Regions from separate parts of the Scatophagus argus genome. Here region 2 is linked to region 1. The links are chromatin contacts, called in public Hi-C maps. All regions are on one chromosome and are shown on one strand. Each heading gives the region's core, a stretch centred on a gene start, on an enhancer-like site or on the middle of the called end of the contact. The rest is flanking DNA. Distances are from core to core; before and after follow the strand shown. Region 1 holds the start of mrpl13 (39S ribosomal protein L13, mitochondrial). Region 2 holds the start of LOC124064424 (collagen alpha-1(XIV) chain-like).

The links. Hi-C and Micro-C count contacts between places; a contact is called where the count stands out from the background.
Region 2: a Hi-C map of muscle shows a contact between it and region 1, with 2.6 times the contacts expected there. The contact joins the promoter of LOC124064424 here to the promoter of mrpl13 in region 1. A contact is called at or near these places in 2 of 2 Hi-C or Micro-C datasets (both in muscle).

Annotation. Positions count from the first base shown.
Region 1 is chr9:11,616,040-11,621,865 of fScaArg1.pri, forward strand. mrpl13 (39S ribosomal protein L13, mitochondrial) reads left to right here and starts at 2,175. Exons shown (of 7, transcript XM_046398885.1): 1 at 2,175-2,329; 2 at 3,098-3,221; 3 at 3,607-3,700; 4 at 4,202-4,262. The coding sequence starts at 2,303. dscc1 (sister chromatid cohesion protein DCC1) reads right to left here and starts at 1,993. Exons shown (of 9, transcript XM_046398881.1): 1 at 1,630-1,993; 2 at 1,034-1,202; 3 at 785-919; 4 at 173-263. The coding sequence starts at 1,799.
Region 2 is chr9:11,750,456-11,756,281 of fScaArg1.pri, forward strand. LOC124064424 (collagen alpha-1(XIV) chain-like) reads right to left here and starts at 3,742. Exons shown (of 45, transcript XM_046398874.1): 1 at 3,228-3,742. The coding sequence starts at 3,253. deptor (DEP domain-containing mTOR-interacting protein) reads right to left here. Exons shown (of 10, transcript XM_046398879.1): 10 at 3,851-5,826.

The sequences.
Region 1 (5,826 bases), core at 925-3,424:
AAGACAACAACAAAGAAAAAGTATAGCGATTGAGACTGCATTTACATAAGCATCTTCCCTGCACTATACCTCACAGGAGCACTGCACTGACCCTGGTTCTTAACCTATTTACATACCCAACTTTAACTACTAATGTTCATGTAGTTAATATTCAAATTGTGTCACTGTTTACCATCTATCAGACAGGCATGGACTGTCTCCAAGTGGGTCTTTGTCTCTTCTTCACTAGCCTGGATCCTCTCCAACAGATCCTGCATTGTGTACTGGTAACAGAGGAGCACAGGAAACCGCTTATGGACAGATACCATTAACATTCAAAAGAGAGCAACACTTAAGAGTGAAAGTCAGTCTAAAAAGTCTAGTCAGCTAAACTTGGACTTGTGATTTAAAAGCCATTTACTTCAGATAGAGTGGGGACAAACCAGGTACAGATGTTGACACAGGAGCCCCACACCTCACCGATGTATAAAATAATCAGTTACAACTGCACTGAAACTTCACCACAGAAGTCATATGTAATAACCAGATGGCTTTTGTATGTGTTTTTTTTCTTGACACTAGGCATACAGCATTTAAGGTAAAAATGGACGGCGGTGAGATCACTTTTACCAAGGAAACCGCTATCACTCCTCTGCCTGGTGAATAATCTACATGGTGACAGACATCATAATCAACGTGTGCTTTGAAAGGTTAAAGACTTGACATGCATGTCGTGTACCTATATACACAGGGCTACAGGATATTATAATTAATTATTACGCAATAAAATATGTTTTTATTTTACCCTGTTCTCCATATTCTCCTCCTGCCCTCCTAAAGCGGGTCCTTCATAAGGATTCTCCATTAAAAGCTTCTTCAGCTTCTTCAGTTTAGGGCGTTGCTTCCTCAGTTCCCAGTAGCTGTTGCAAAATCCCCAGATCTACAACAGAAGCAGGACATTGTTAGTGCATGTGGATCTTAAATCCAATTAACTGCTAGATGCATATGAACCCAGCAGACTGTGGCTGTTTATGTGTGTGTGTCATTTCCATACCTGAGCATGCACCACATGAGCGCAGTCCTGGCTGTTAGTTAGCTGGTCTGGTGTTCGGCATTCTGGCACAAACAGCAGCAGGTTGGATGTGTCGGCTATTTTTAGATCATACGTCTTGTCACCACTACAGAGGACTGCTCGCTCATCCTTATCCCCTCGAATCACTAGACTGGAAAGAAAGAGAGAAGGGAAAGAAACTGTCAGCTCTCATTTATGAATTACATTTACATATGTCTGCATTTATCCTGTTCATGCATTTGAATTATTTTTACCCACCTTAAAAAGAAGAAAAGGGAAATGGTGGAGATTGTGGTCTTTCCTTGTTTTACATTGCTATAACTTAAATAAGCCTTTAACAATTGATGGTTTTGGACTTTTTTTTAAGATAAAAGAATCATACTGAAAACCGTGAAGAACTTGTGAAGGGCATATTCTTAACATTTCAAAAAAGAAAAAAAGAACCTGGAACCTGTAATCAATAGTGAAATAGTCAGATTTTATGACCAGAACAGAATAACACACAATACAAAAACATCAGCGATGTTACCTTTTTGTTTTGTTTCACCACAGAGCCAATAGGCAAGGTAAGAGCTTACCTTTGTCCAGCTTCTATGTGTTTGCACAGCGTGTCGTCCAGCTCCATCAAGCAGTAGTCTGCAGAAGAGACGTTTTCCCCAAATGACAGACAGTGAATTGTTTTCTGCAGGTCCCCCTCTTTCAGCTTGGCGATCTGCAGAGTGGCCTGAACTTCCTCTAAAGTTCTCATTTTTGGTCTGACAGCTGGCTAGATGAATAATGTTTGGATAAATAAACCGTTTCAGACTCCGAAACCAACAGTCACAAACTACTCCCTTTTCTACTGTATAAAAACAAATCAAAACTATTGTCACTCGGTGACTGTCAAATTTCCGCGCTCTCTTTCAGTCTTGGGAAGGAAGTGCGGGAACGAGGGGAACTACGTTTAGGTGCAACGTCAAAATAGGATCGAGTAGAAACTGTTAGATAAATGAAATAAGTACTAGATAAAAGGCAACGATTATTATTTTAAATACAGATTGTTACTGCGACGTATCACTGTTTAACATGAGCACAGCCATGAAATAACATATTGTACATATTGCTACATGACCTAAATATAGATAAACCTGTAACATAGGAACGGTGAACTGTCACGTCTTGTTCCAACTGAGTAAAATTACCAAACGAACCGTCACTCACGTTGAGGGTCAAATGTTTTGAGTATGTGCTAGTAACGTTGGTGTTAAAGAAATGTCAAGTTTCTCCCGATCAGCCCAGGTAACCGCACACACTATACCTTACAGTATTATTTCTACCTAAAAATTTTTATTTGTTTAGGTTAATGTAAGGCTCGTCGCCACTCACAAGTAGGCCGTTAGCTAACGTGCTTTGCTAACAAGCTACGCTGTAAGTGATGTGGTTATGAATGTAACTGTAACTGGTCAGTGAGTAATAAGAGTTAACGCATTATAACCGTTTAAGTACACATTTTTTTATTCCTTATCAGTTCCTCCAGACTTTAATATAACGTCTGAACATTTCCATGCCAATATGTGTTCGCTTGAAGCTTTGTTTTGGGTATACGATGGCTGCATGTTCACAGCAGAAGAACCGGGTCCATCACTACATTTTCAAATCGTGGGTTTGTGTGCGCAGGTCATATGGCTGAAATGTGGATATTGATGAACTCTTGTCAGTAGCTGCTTCCAATTTTAAGACTTTGTCATTTTAACTTTGATGAGAATAAATGACACAGAAATCAAGTGATATGCATTTTATAATCTGTTACACATGCACATCATAGTTTTTAAGTTGATAAATGAAAACAATCGGCATGTTGGGGCTTGTAGTACATGCACACACACTCACCGTTATATCTACTGTTACATCTATTACACTGTATGTGATTGAGTTCAATTCCTATGACATTTATCCCTCCCTTTAAACTTAGTGTAAATTGCAGAGAACTCGGGCTACCCTTAAACCTGTGATGGTCCCATGCCAGCAAATTTGTTCAACCCAGTCTTTCTTCCTTTCCTCTTTCAGCAATGGGCGACCTTCGCTCGTTCGTGGTTCCTAATCGATGCCAGGATGCAGCCTCCTGGGAAGATTGCGACCATGTGTGCTATTAGATTACAGGGGAAACACAAGCCTATCTACCATGCAATGAGTGAGTCCAGTCTGTCACAGAGCATATTGTACCCATATAAAGTCACAAATTACTTTCTGAATTTAACATATCATAACCCTTACTCTCCGTGTAAATTAGTGTTTGACTTTTATCTATTATGAAACCCCAATTCACCCTTAGTGTGAGGTTGCTGTGGCATTCAGCAGCCACTTGATGGCAATAGAGGATAAATCTTATAAATACATCTTTGTTTGTTTCTTACTAATACATAATAGTCTTTGTTAGTTTGGCAAACTAGCTATTGTTTTTTGTATTATTATTATTGGCAAACCAGCTGTGTCTGTAAACATCTGTCTCTGTGTTAAAATAGTCATTTTTAATGTAATAATAAATCTGAAAACAAACATGTCGAACATCTTCACAGGTGACTGTGGTGACCATGTAGTAGTAATAAACACCAAACACATAGCTTTCTCTGGAAACAAGTGGGAGCAGAAAGTGTACTCATCACACACGGGGTAAGTGCATACTGATGATACTTCACTTTCCCTGTTGCGACACGTCTCTTGTCCCGTTTGTAATCAATTAGAGGAACTGACCCACTTGTTTTGTCTTCTCACAAAATGTGCAGAGTTGTGTTGCATTTTTCTTTTGAATTCACAGCTTTGTGACAATAAACTAATTGGCATAAATAATATTTTCCTCTTTAGGGGTTGGATGGTATTTTTCTACAGTGTGCTTGTAATAAGGCACTTTAATCTCACACTGTGAGATCTGCGAGGTCTAATTAGATGCATTTCCCTTTCCTACATGTGTCTAATGTATTTCCTTAGTTAACAGAGAACAAAAAAATGCAGATCGATAGAGTGCAGATTAATAAACAGAATACTCTTTAATGTATTCACCAGTTGCATTTAATAGAAGATTTTGCTCTTTGTCAAGTTTGGTATGCATATCTTCATTTGGTAGAAGAACAAAATGCTGCAAAGGACTGACTTTCCTTCCTTTTTTTTCCAAAGGTATCCAGGTGGATTCAAACAGGTCACAGCAGCCCAGCTGCACCACAAAGACCCCAAAGCTGTAAATATCATCAGTCACTATTCATTTTTATTATTATTTAGAGAGCATTCTAAAATCCCAAATATTCCACTGCCACATATCCTTCACCATGATTTTCAGTATACTGTATGTATAATTTAATCCACATTCTAGGAGATTAGTCTCAATTTTATGTCTGCCACGGAGTAGGTGGTTTGACATTTATCCCTTCTTTCATATGTGCTGCCTGTGCATATTAATAAGAAGTGCAGAGAAAAGGGATTAACCAGCAGTGGATTTGTGTTGGTGATGGTGGTGTTTGGCGCATCCTGAAGCACAGTATGAGAATGTCAGTTCTAGGATAATTCCTGGGCTTTTTGTTGTGTTACATATTCATTTCATTTCAGTGTTACAGACTCTTCACTGTGGTGCAACCACAGTGATAACATTCAGAACTTCAGATGACCTTCATAACCTACTGGCCTTTGACCTCTGTGTTACAAAATATGGAGGCTTTGACATGGACTTTGAGTGACTTTGAGTGAACTGACACAAATAAGAAGTATTTCTTGTGTTGTCAAAGCCTGATGTTGCTTTGGGCACATTCAGACCAAATCAAGCATTGTGGTGAATTTGCTAGTCCTCCCATTCCTTTGCAGTGTTTGTAGTGTCTTTAGGCTGTGCCGGTGCAGACCACAGGGGTTGCTGTGCAGTGGTCCATAACTTAAGCTTGTGAATCAGACTGGCCGGTCAATATTGTTGTTCAAGGGATTTGCACAAAATCTCAGAGGCCAAAAAAAAAAGACACATGCACATACATGTTGCTTGGTGTCTCATCATGCTGCTAGGAGACTGCACCAGCTGGGGAGGAGAGCTACTCTTCAAACTTCTGGTGGATGGACAAAGCCTCTCTGGAAGAGTTGTTGCTCACAAGCTGGGAGCTGGAAACCAGGTGCTATCCAGGCACAGTCCTCCCGCACCACTGAACAGCTCACTGCAGTTTATATCTTTAGTGTATCCCACATACACCATCCTGCTGGTAAATACTCACCAGAGCACCGAATGTGTATTAATCTTCACCTCAAAGTGCAAATAGTCCCTAACAAATGCACAAATTTACTCTTGTTGGAGTAATGTTGCTTTAGGAAGTTATTTGGCTTTTTTTTTAAATATGAAACTATATATATTTGTGATTTTGTTTAAATTAACACTCCAAGTAGTAATAAATAAATTTGGGATTGAGTGCCACAGACAGGGTCAGCTTTTTCCTTTAAACTGAAGGATTTTAGAGTGTTGCTGTGCTCAAGATACTGTTTTTGTTTTTGTTTTTTTTTCTTTCTTTTTCTTTCTTTCTTTTCATGTGCACAGGCTGAGATCTATTTGACTGTTGTTACATCAGGTTATTGCTTTATTTTAACATTTCTCAAACTGATACAGATAGGTGTCTCATCTGAATACTGGCCTTGACGGATCAGGAGGGATTCAGTGTTGCATGGTAATTGTAAGGCTGTTCTGGACCATTTAAGATGAGCACTACACAGCTGATGTTTGTACAAGTTTTTCTGTGTGTGGCTCATGGAGGTTTAAAAAAATATTTATACAGTCA
Region 2 (5,826 bases), core at 2,492-4,991, 140 kb after region 1:
GATCCTCTGACCTTTCCTCTAGTGACACCATGAGGTTGACATTTGTGGGTCTGAATGAAATGACTCAGCAGCCACTGGACTGACAGCCATGAAATTTGGCACGGACATTCAAGTTCCCCTCAGGATGAATTCTAATTAGCCTACTTTGGTGATTCTTTTGTTCCCAATAGTTTTGGCCAAATACTAAAATTTAAAAAATAAAAATCTCTTCAACTTTACCTTATGTGTAGTGCTAATCACCGAACAGTAGCATGCTAACATGACTACCTAAGTCATACCTGCTAAACATTAGCATGTTAGCATTGTCACTGAAGTATGTTCTTGTCGATGTTATTATGTTGATAATTTTTTGTCATTCAGATTTGTTTATTTTTGGTTTAAATGTCTATTAATTTCCATGTTTTTGTGTCTGAAGATCCCCTTGAAAATGAGATTGTGCATCTCAGGGGGTTTATCTTCAAATTAAATCTGAAGTAAATAAAAACAAAAAACAAACAAACTGTAAATTAGACTTCTCTCACTCATGGCGGGCACCCTAATCTGAAAAAATGGTTTCCCATTACCCATTTATTTGTGATTTCCAGAGTCATTTAGTTGGTAAAATAAGTTTTTAAAAGGAAATGCTTGTTATACAAGAAGTGACTTCCCTCCAGAGAAACTAGCCAAATTTACAGAGCTGGCAGCCACACTCTAAGAAGCATTTGGCAGATGGCTAACATTTCTGCTTGCTGTGACTTGTCCTGAGCTCCTGGCCTGTGGGGAGGGAAGTGGACGACAGGAGACAATCCACTTGAAAACATTGTAATCATGCCTCAAAGGGATTCAGTCTATCAATCTGAACACTGAAACCTTTCTTCGGCTGCACATTATTTCTTCTCCTTTCTTTTCTTCTCTGGGTGATATTCAAAAAGTTTCATATTTCCCACATGTGAAAACACTGATAACCTTTATTTAATCAAAGCAGCAGCCACACTTATTGGCACTCTGTGTCAAAAAGCTAATTAAAGTCTAAAGAATAGTGTGTTCCACTGAATCTTATTTCATTTTTCTGGTATTACATTATTTGCTCTGTCACAATGTGATGTATGACATGATTAAAAAGGATATAAAAATATAATAATAGCCTGAACCCATATTTTAATATTGCCCAGCACTGAGATAAATATGGTGTATTTTGACAGTTTTTGTCCCCCAGCGGATTTTTGATCCTCTAAGAAATTTGCAAGTAAAATCCTGAAAGTGCTCTGCAACTGTTGACCCCCTGCAAAACGAGAAAATATTGGACAAAAGCTACATAAAGGCCTGTTCACTGGTACAGTGCAGACTGTAAGAATCATATTTCAAATGCTTTTGTCAAATCTAAGCTTTGCAACAAAGAATGTCAACACAGGAGATTAGAAACACACTTTTTTGCCTGACATTTATCAAACCTTAAAGAAGGTTTTGATGGTTTGATAACATTTAATTATTAAAATCTACTTTGGCCCTGAGACACTTCCATTATATTTAATCTTAATCGAGGAAATTCCGATGTGAAGTTGAGGATAGAAATGAATCAGAAACCTGAGTGACACTCTGAATAAAACCAAAATCCACCTGCTTTAAATGTAGGCTACTTCATATTTCTGCTTACCTCACCTATTTTGGCTTCTGTCACTGTCATGAGAGGATTTTCTATGTGTATTAATTACTTGATCTTGGCTTGTACCGCCTGTATTACTGTTGCTTTAATTGGACCAACTGGGCTTTTCAAACCTTAATATGATCTTATAAAATATGCTACTTGGTGAATGCTTTCATCCCAGGCTCCTCTGAGCACGTATGTTTTTACTGCGTTGGCCCCATTTGGAATTGGACCCCACAGTAACTTTGGCAGACTGACTGTGATTCTGTGTGCACCGAGCTAAATCATGTTGTATCAACACACTGCTCTCTGAGGGCCCGTGAATAGAATAAAATCCGCTAATAAAAATGCTCACCAGTGCTCCAAAAACTGTTTGCCACACACTTCTTCAAACACAGAAAATTTTAAATAAGTTATTTTACAATTTGACTTGTTTTTTTTTTTATACAATCAGTACAAATTGTGTGTAAATGTTCTGTCTACTGCTGTTAAAGACATTTCTTATCAGTTGGATGACTTAAATGTTCTAACCTAATCTCTTGATCTTACCCTTGTCCAGCGGGCTGTTGCTCTCAGGTTGAGACGTGTGTGTGAAACAGTTTCTGAATTCCTCTGTGTATGCATCAGTCTGTGTACTGAGCTGAAACACACACAGACAGATAGATGAATGGGATGGAGTTGAAGGAGTCAGTGAGCTGATCAATGGATGCTTGAATGCAAGGACAGATGAATGAATGGACGGATAGGTGGAGGAAAGGTGACGATGGTCCCATCTGATAAGGTCTTTTCTAGTTAGTGTTTCTGTCAGTCTCTTCCAAGAGATTAAAGGATGGTGAAAAAAGAAAGAGAGACAGCAAGAGACAGAGAAAGTGAGAGAGAGAGAAAGAGAGAGCGCGAGAGAAGGGCACCCAGATGCATGTGAGCAAAGTGTTACGGGAAAACAGTGTAGTATAGCTCAGCGCTAATCTTTTGTTTTTGTAGCTCACTCAGATTGTGATTAAGTGGTTTATCTGCTGCCACATGTAGAGTTGAATATATTTCCCACATTTCTATTGCACACTCAGACATGCAGGTTTACCATAAATATTTTCACAATAATGCCTTATAGGATGTCAAATGTGTGTGAGCTCAGGGATGTCAATCCAGAAGAAGCCTGTAGGGGGGATATCCAGCTGCGCAATTAGTTTATTATCATAATAATGGGGGAGAATGAGAGAACCGTGATCAAACAGCAACAATGTCAGTCTTGTAACTTCTCCTGTGGTTCATATTCACACACAGACCTTTCACATAACTGAGCTGGACAAGATGTTCTATAAAAACTGATGTCTTCTTGCAGAAACTGTCCAAACTGTCCAAAGAAAACACTCCCACCTCTCACGTGAAGGCACTGTTGTTTAACTCAGGAAGCAAAAAAATATATACACAGTGCAGACAGTGTGCTACAGTATAACAGCACCCCTTGGTGGTAGCTTTAGGTAGGGCATTTAAAAAAAAAAGGGAGGGGAGGCTATGTGTGAGTCAAGACAAGTCACCTTCATTCAATTACCATCATACAACCAAGACCACAACAAAATGATACCTGTCTCTTTATGCTACTCACAGTGGAGATGACTTCAGATCCCTCATCACAGGTTATTGTTCACATAAGTTGTGAGCAGTTCCACCAAACAGTTTTCCCATTTCAGATGTATTGTGAAAGACTCTTAAAGGACTGAAGAGGTGAAAGTGTTGAGATGTCCTCCACGTGGGAAGCGCAGCCTGAACATAAAGATGATGAAGGTGTGTGACAGAGAGATCAGGATAGTGCACATTAAAAAAGTGATACACACTGTACTTTTAGGCAATCTCAGAAGAGATGAAAACCAGACAAAATGTTTAGAGTAAATTGCATGTTACAGTAGCCTTGAGATAAAGGAAGAATGTGGGAGGGGGAAACAATTTATCAATATGCCTTTGAAATTAACGTTGAGCTTTAATTGGACGGCGCCAACTGAAAAAGAACACTATGTAACAAGGACAGAGACTGAAAATACTTCAATCTCACTACACACTAATGCAATTACACACACAGAAGGAACTAGATAGACATACAAAGAGAGACTACCAGGTTTCAAGTCTGCACAGTCAACACACTCATGGACTAAACTAGCACTAAATCAGACCCATCCCAAAAAGTGAGCCTAATTCATTTATTTATTAAGTACAAAAGATGAAGCCTCAAACTCAAGTTCAATCAGTTTGTTTATTAAACACTTAATCAGCTGTTTGATACATCAGAACATCAGGATGCTTTGTCAAAGACACACTGTGGTACTGTGAGCTTATATAGTCGTCAAACCCAACATTCGCTCTCTGATAGCGGTGAAAATAAACACACAGCCGTAACCTGCTGAAAATGTTTGGGCCTCCACCTCCTCCTCCGACCCCACGCGGCAAACATAAAGCAAAGAATCTCTTTCATTAAAGGAGTGAACCAATCATTTAAGTATAAAACTGACAATGTCAACAGTACAATGTAGCGGAAATACATTCTGTCAGATCATTGCTTTTGAAACTGTTGTTGTGCTGTCCACAAAACACTGATTGTCAAAAGAGCTGACGTATGATTACCTGGTACAAGGGTTAGGTACGAGGAAACAATCTGAGATAAGAGAGCCGGGAAGAGAACGAGAGATATGACGACCACCATTGTGATTAGCAGCAAAATAAGGTCTGAAGGCAAATGCTTTCAGGCTTATTGTCGAACAGTCGGTGAACCCGTTTCAGCCAGCTAACAACTCCTTTAGTGCATCCCAGACACTTCTGCATATTTATACTCCTCACAATTCCACTGAGACCACGCTCGACCTTTTGTGCCCCTTCCAAACGGCCTTCAGACAAACATTTCTCAATTCCTTTAACAAAATTACAAAAGCCTTCAAACGGATCACTCGTTTAAAAGAACAAATACTGGATTGAAAACTGCAGCTGTGCAAGTTTTTAATGAAAGAAAGACTGTGAGATAAGAGCGTAGATATGAACTGTGTCTTCTCTACAGGAGAGCAGTGAAAAAGGTTGGTTCACTGATGTCTGCAGTTTTGGGGACAGAAGAGATGTTCGTCACGTTACCTGTTGAGTTGTTGTGTGATAAAATCCAACAAACGTAAATCTGACAAAGTATCAAAGAATATTGACGTCTCATTGACGCCTACAGTGCCTATTGTAACTCTTCCAAACCCAAGCAAACCCTACCAACCAAACACCCACGAACAGTCTTAAAACAGTATGCTGTTTGGCATCAGTGTCAACCAGAGAACATCACCAGTGAGGAAGTTTTGTTCTGCTGTCTTTTTCCTGGAAAATGGGTAGAGTACATAAAGTGGAAACGAAGACTTGTCAAGACTCAAATCTACTTTACTTCTGACAGGATTCGCCAGCTAATTCAGTCCTACTAAGTCAACAGACTGAAGAAGCGCTTTGGATTAGAAGATAAAAATGCTACGTAAGCACAGATTCACAGGAGTCATGCATTTCACTGCTTACAACATCTAAGAACATTGAGGAAAACCAATGAAATGTCCACTGGATAACTCACTTCAGACACTTGGAGGCAGTTTACTGTAATATACAGTGTGTGTTCATTCTAACGCTTGGCAATAAAGATTTCCTGAATACATGTTCACTATTAATAGACAAAGTTTGATATACTGCATTACAAGTGTTAACTCTTTAATCACCCATGGATTACAGACACTATGATCACTTCCCCATGCAGCTCCATAGATTTAGATGTGATCTTATGCTAGTATGTCTAAGCACACGATGGCACAGTCTATAAACATACAGTTAAGTCTGATGTTATTGTGGAGGTTAATGATGCACAAATGCATTAATTTAAACCACAAACCTGATTTAATGCGGTTAATTCAAGATGACTTTTTTCATGTTTGTTTCAACCAAATAGGACAAAATAAATAAGTAATTTGGGCAAGTTTGCTGTTGTCACTTTGGTACGCTGGAGCAAAATTCAATTTTGTTTACGGTTCTCAGCACAGACAAATAAAACAGTCCAAAATACTCAGTGTCCCCGGTGTGTATTCTCAGAGCAGACGATTACTTTGCACATCTGTTTCATGAGACAGGTGTGCAGGAGCAGGCAAACTCCCACACTCTGTCTGTATGGCAAGAATACATTTATTTGTGACATTTCTGCAGCTCAC